Linked DNA regions of Sus scrofa: region 2 is linked to region 1. The links are chromatin contacts, called in public HiChIP or PLAC-seq maps. All regions are on one chromosome and are shown on one strand. The core of a region is the stretch at or near the end of the contact, and the rest is flanking DNA. Distances in the headings are between cores, read along the strand shown.

What was found. HiChIP or PLAC-seq counts read pairs in DNA pulled down with a chosen protein or histone mark.
Region 2: a contact with region 1 is called in an H3K27ac HiChIP or PLAC-seq map of alveolar macrophages. The contact joins the enhancer-like site here to the promoter of TMEM135 in region 1. A contact is called at or near these places in 3 of 5 promoter capture datasets (fetal liver, fetal skeletal muscle and liver), 2 of 47 Hi-C or Micro-C datasets (fibroblasts and liver) and 2 of 2 datasets of contacts at active chromatin or transcription factors (alveolar macrophages and skeletal muscle).

Annotation. Positions count from the first base shown.
Region 1 is chr9:20,739,809-20,743,216 of Sscrofa11.1, forward strand. It overlaps TMEM135 (transmembrane protein 135), which reads left to right and starts at 1,277. Exons shown (of 17, transcript XM_021062616.1): 1 at 1,277-1,756.
Region 2 is chr9:20,979,391-20,982,720 of Sscrofa11.1, forward strand. All of the region lies in intron 8 of TMEM135 (transmembrane protein 135), which reads left to right. Among named protein-coding and RNA genes, the nearest start is that of TMEM135, 240 kb to the left of the region's middle. Within about 2 kb of position 1,576, at least 10 of the 83 cell types and tissues checked have an H3K27ac peak or open chromatin away from gene starts, as enhancers often do. A contact at or near this core is called in alveolar macrophages, where this site is marked.

The sequences.
Region 1 (3,408 bases), core at 27-2,526:
CAGCTGGCTGGCTTGACTTGGCCAACTGCTTGACCTCTGGCTGCACAGGAAGCTTCAGCAGGTAGAACTTGGCGGTCCCGAGGAGCAGACACACCCTGAGCTCCTTAGGTTTGCACAAACAAGGGTTTGCATGATACAGGATGAGAAAGGAGCCAGGGAAAATGATCCTTCACGTCCATTAACCCTCACCTTGATATATCAGCCCTTTGAGTTTTGGCTTGAAGACAAACAACTACCACAGTAATAGCCACAGTTACTTATTGGGCAACTACTGTATCTCATTCCATTTCTTAGCAAGATAGCTACCACCGTTTGTCAAACGATTGCTAAGTCCCAGGTACTTGACTTACCACACCTAACTCAGACTTGGCCCTGGGCAGAGACACAAAGAATGTTTGTTGAGTGAATGAGTAAATGAGTCCAAGTGTCTGCTTTCCATAAAACAAGAAATGGCTGAGGGCACACTAACTCAGTGATGTCCTCTGTGTATGTTGCTTTCAGGAACTCTTAAAAGTCATGAGAACTGTCGGGGACATCCATGCGATGATTCAGTGCAATGGACCAGAAGTATACATTATTTCATGGGTCATTTTATAGGCCTTTGATTTACCTAATACATCCTAGTGGCCTAAAAGAGTTAATGCATCTTTCAAAAATACTTCCCACTGGGAGTTCCCTGGTGGCTCAGGGGGTTAAGGATCCAGCATTGTCACTGCTGTAGCTCTGGTCACTACTGTGGCTTGGGCTTGATCCCTGACCCCGGGACTTCTCTACCCCGTGGGTGCGGACAAAAAAAAAAACATTTCCCACTGGTCTGCTGGGGAGTAGCTTGAAGCAGGGAAAGAATCTGAAAAACTTTTTTTGTTGTTGTTTTTTTTTTTTTTAATCTTTTTATTTTTTAGGACCACACCCACAGCATATGGAAGTTCCCAGGCTGGGGGTTGAATTGGTGCTTACAACTGCCAGGCTACACCATAGCCATGGCAACTCTGGATCTGAGCCACATCTGTGACCCACACCGAGGCTTGTGACAACACAGGATCCTTAACCCACTGGGCAGGACCAGGAATCAAACCCACATACTAGTTGGGTTCATTACTGCTGAGCCACAACGAAACCTCCCTTGATTGAAAAATCTTTAGGCCTTTTTATTTTTGGCCTTTTTTTTTTTTTCCCCTCAACCTTAACCAGACCAAGTGCTCGCTCGGTGCTAAAAAAAAAAAAATTAAGCAGAGACTTCTTGAAGGCAAGTCTTTCAAATGGGGAAGGAGGACAAGTTGGGTGAAAAAGTTCAAAAGCTGGAGCTTTGGCTATTTCCTAGGTAGCAGGCAAGGCCTGAGCCCAGTTCTCCTTTGCTCGCTCTTTGAGGCAAGGCTGAGTTAGCAAGCTATAAATTCCACTCATCTAAGTGTGAGGAATGTGGAGATGAATGCGGGGAAGTCTCCGTTCCAGAGGAAAGGGCATGAGAGTGGGCCAGCTGGAGATGGAAGACAGGACATACCCCAAGTGTGAGCCAACGGAGATTTGAAATTAGAATCTGGACTCAACCTGCGTCGAGGTTTTAAGACCTCTGATTGTAAGTGGAGAGGGCTGTCAAGCAGTTGGAGGACATTGCGGAGAGACCTGAAGTGACACAGCATCGATTTGCCCATTTATCTGACCATGGGAGACGACGTATCTTCTTGGCAAGGAAAAGGATTTGTGGCGGAACTTGACCTGGAGAGTGAGGGTGAAAGAAGAGGAGAGCCCTGCAGAGGTGAGCGGGACAAGGTCAGCCGGTGCAGCGAAGCTCCTCTGGCTTTGCCATCAAAGGCAGCTTGATGGAGACAGGTTGTCTCCGAGACTTGCCAAATTTCTGGTGGGCTGTAGATGAAGTGCCCCCGTAGAACTCGTGGCCTGGGATCCAGGTCGGGCACTTAACTTTGGAACGTGTTGCAGAGAATCATTTGTATTGGGAAGTGCGGCTGGGAGGACTCTGCTTGTCTTTGAAAATCAGTGTTTGCTGGCACACACTGAGGCTCTCTGTGTTCTTAGGTATTTCACAACGGCCTCTTTCCTCATCGTGATTAGACTCAGTGTCAACAGGATGAGGCAGGAGCTGTGAATTTGAGGATAATGACCCTCTTAAGGTTTGATTTGAGTGGAAGGAATCAAATGTGTAGTCTCTCCACGTTATCTCACCCGGTCGTAGGGTAGGCGACTAGTAGAAAAGGTATTGCCTTCAATGGCCAGAAAGCGGGGCCTCTGGCTAACGCTACCATCAATGTGCGAGGCGGGGCAGCCTCTTTCACGTCTTGTATTCACTTACCTTACCTTTAACATCATGGGATAATAGTATTTTTTCTTCTCATAGAAGTTCTTGTCAAAGTTAAATAAGATAAGGGGCCATATACTCTTCTAAGAATGAAAATCGGCTCCATTGCGTTCCATGAAGAAGGCTTGCGAGTCTGTTCTTAAGTCCCAATTCTCTGTTTATCACCTGTATCATCTTGGGCTAGTTTTTAAACTTGTCTGTGCCTCAATTTCCTGGTTTCTGAATGTCTCTCTCAAAAAGTTGTCATTGTAAAAACATTCCCCTTGGCCTAATGATTAAGGATCCAGGGCTGTCACTGCTGTGGCCTGGTTCACTGCTGTGGCACAGGTTTGTTCGCTGGCTTAGGACCTTCTGCATGCCATCAGTGCAGCCAAAAAAAAAGTTGTTGTAAAGAGTAATGTATATACAGCACCAACTCTATGGACAGGGCTTGCTAAATTATACTGGTGGGGAGTTCCTGTTTTGGCACAGCGGAAACGAATCTGACTAGGAACCATGAGGCTGCGGGTTCAATCCCTGGCCTTGCTCAGTGGGTTAAGGATCTGGTGTTGCCGTGAGCTGTGGTGTAGCCTGGGAACCTCCAGATGCCATGGGTGAGGCCCTAAAAATTAAAAAAAAAAAAAGCAAAAAATAAAAATAAAAAAATAAATTATCCTGGTTATGTTATTACTCTTATCAAGCAAGAGACACATATTAGGTTCTTAGATGAGTACTTAAGCTGATCTATGATAATTATTGATTATTATTATTATCATTAATGTTTCTACCTGATATGAAAAAAAAAATAGGTAGAGGCAGAATTTCTCTTGCTTCTCTGCAGAATGGCTGAATGCAAGAAAAATAAATCTAATCAGTGCAAAGCAACCTGGGCTTCTCTGGACCTGGATCTTTTTCTATCACCTCAGGAAATCCTGTTTCACAGGAGTCTTCATTGTATTCAAATAGGACCAGTGAAGGGACTAAAACCACTCTGGGTGTTTCATGCATAGACAGGACCCAAACTCTGGGGACAGGCCTTGGACATACTCCTCAGCAATAGCTTAGTAACAACCGCAGCCCCACAAGAATGATGTTCTGCCAGGAGCCTCAAAGCC
Region 2 (3,330 bases), core at 326-2,825, 240 kb after region 1:
TTAGATTTTATTTCTGTTGGATAGCACTGCTCTAGCAGATAGAAAGACTAGAGATGATCTCGGTAGATGCTTTTGCTCCTGGCATTGTGATGATTCCTGTTGATTTGATTGATTCTGGAACCATCATTTTATCTTTGATGGTTGTGATGTTGCAGTCTCCATTTAGGATTTTACAGTGAGCTCTTCTGGAATGTAGAGCTCTTGGAAAATCCTTTCTGTTTCTCAGGACATGAACCAAAAACTACCTTTGCTTTGAATTTAGTCTTTAAACTTTTCCTTGTGCCTCGATCTTCGCATTACTGAAGTTGGACTTTTCTATCTGGTAGAGCTATTATCCTGCCTTTCTTCACCCTTTTATTATTAAAAACCTCAAATTCATTAATTTTATCTTGGGGCTTCCATTTATTCTATCCAAAGCTTTTAATCACTTATAATCTGAGTTCTCTCTTCAGTAGGTCTAGAATGCTGTAGTAGAAAGAATATAGAATTTAAAGTCAAAAGTCTTAGATTCTAATTCTGGTTCCTCCTCTAAAATTTATTAGCTGAGCAATCTGAAATAAGACTCTTTTCTTCCTAAACCTCAATCTTTTTATCTGTAAAGCAAATGTTGTGAGGATCAAATAAAACACCATATAAATGCTATTACCTACCCATGTTTTAGAGGTCTTGTCTTTTTTTTTTTTTTAAATGATTGTTTGTTTGTTCTTTCTTTATTTTTGCCATACCCATAGCATGTGGAAGTTCCAGGGTTCAAACTCGCCCCATAGCAAAGGCCTGAGCCACAGCACTGACAACCCTGGATCCTTAACCTGCTGAGGCACCAGGGAGCTCCCATCTTTTTAGTCTTCTCGACAGTAGTTGACATCAAGGGCACTGTTCTTTCCTAGTACCCTTTATTCCTTGCTGTTTATTTTCATATCATTTTGGATTTTCTCAATCCCTCACCCATTGACATTTGTGGTTCTACCAGTCTTTAGTCCTTCTAACAGACTATTTATTAATAAAAAATAGATCAAATATCTTACATAATATTGTTCACAAAACGGAAATCATCACTTGGAATTTGCACAAAGATTTTTGAAAACTGAGTTTATAGATTTTGGAAAAGGTTCCTAACACCGAGGAGGGGGAGGAAGGAAGATTCCACAAACTGTAGAAAAGGGAGAAAGGAACCTAACATCTATTGAATACCTGTCTTGTTCCAGGCATTGCTCTTGGCAGATGATTGTAACGTTACCTCATTTTAACTATTCCCTCCCTCCCATCCGATAGAGGAAGAAGCTGTAGATCAGGTATATGACTAACTTGCTTTTAGTTTATTTAAGTCCCTCCTTATTGTTTATCTGCATTTCCTCCTGGACATTGGTAAATACTGTTTGGGGCATTTGAGTTCTGTGCTCATGGTGTAGCGAGAGATGATTTCAGGTGTACTTGTAAAAGTGAATGAAACGAGTGATTTTCAGCAAGGATACCAGATATGAGACTTACGAAATGTATTTTGTTCTGTTTGGGGGAAATATAGGTCTCTAGACTGGTCTTTAGAGTGGGTGGAATGGGCGGTGGCAGTAATTCAGGAAGCCTTCCCCTCCTAGGCTAGAAATGTCAACAGGACTTTTAAGCCTGAAAGCTGCTGAACACTAAAAATGAAACCCTTCTCAATGTCTGATTTTCTTTCCCACATTCCCTCAGGGCCTGACTCTCGCTATTCTGCCAGCTACTCCCTTTCCTGGTAGGCAAAGCGAAAATGGTCATTGTGAATTTGTGACTTATGCCACCACCATCAGGGCTAAATCCAGCCTTATTTGAAATGTCTTCACCATGTGGCTTCTAACAGTCTCGTCCACTTCTCTAAAAGCTTTCCTGCCTGTCTGCACTTTTCTGCTTTTGGCCCCTTGATGCTCCACCCTAAACATGTCTCAGCCTCCACCAGGACATTCCTACCTTCTGACTTTCTAACTTACATTTTCTTCCTCAAGATGTTACTAAATATCTTGTCTTTTGGCAGATAATTCCGTACTAACTCAAGTGTAGAATTAGTAGCAGGGGTGGATGAACTCTTGAGAAATAAATACCGCGTTTTCAACCCCATGTCCCCTGTTAAACAAGGCTAGACATTCATAAAATATGCTTTGTTAAGTGCACTGGTTTCTGAAGAACTCTTTTTCCCTTAAAGAAGTCTAAGAAGCATCTGTTGTATTTCTAGAGCAAATAATCTTTAACCTCTCCTTTACTTTCCATTTGATTTAAATGAATGGATATTTGAGAAGCCCTTGTCTCCATGTTCAGGCCCCTACAATTTTCCTACTAAAAAAAAGTAAATGAAGTGTTACTATTACATCGAGTAATTTTATTTCAAGATAATTATGAGGATGTTCTTTTCTTATGTACTGTTATACGACCGTCTTTTGTGTTTTTACTTGACTCTCCCTCCTCTCTAGACTCTTGGAATTTTGCCGCTGAAGCTTGAATCCTATGACTTTTTTCTAAAAAGATGAGATGCAGAACAAGGGATGGCTTGAAGTCAAAGTAAAGTAAATTCCTGTATTTAAGTGCTAGCAACTGTTACAGGCTCCTTGAGACCAAAGCCTATCAGCCACTTGGCTGTTGGGTGACCATATGTTCTAGGAAAGGGCGCTGGACTAACTCTAATAATGTTGAATTTTAATTTACTGTCGACCAAAAAAAAAAAAGAAAAATCACCCTGTGTATTAAGAGTTTGTCTGGCAGGACACTGAAAGCATAAAATATAGCCTACACATACAAAGTTGTTGGAAAACAAAATACATTTTTCAAGTTAGAATCTTAGTGAAAAGAACCGAGCTAGTTTAGATTTTAAAGTTTTCCTCCCACTCTCCCCTATTGCCAACTTCCACAGGGACCCTCATTTTGTAGCAATGAAAAGGTTATATTCTGCATTTTAACATAATATTACTGCTTTTGACTCAGGAGTATTTCAGTTTACATACGCAAAGGAAAATATAAAATTACAAGGGATGGACACTATTTAGGGAGAGAATTAATATGTAATTAGAACTACTTAGATATGCCTGTACATCGCTTTTGCTCATCTCTGAAAAATAACATATATAATTCTAAAAGGGTGTGTGCGTGTGTGTGTGATCTTGTCAGTGTCTTTAATATATTTTTAAACATTTCTAATGTAGGTTCATTAAATGTTTGACATTTCCTTGTTAATATATACATTAAATATTCTAAGATATTTTCCCATAAAATATTGCACAAGTATATTCCACCTTTCAAAACTGGTAAAGCAAGATCATGTTGCAAAAAGGCAGCTGACAGAAAATATAGCTGGTACTATAAACATTA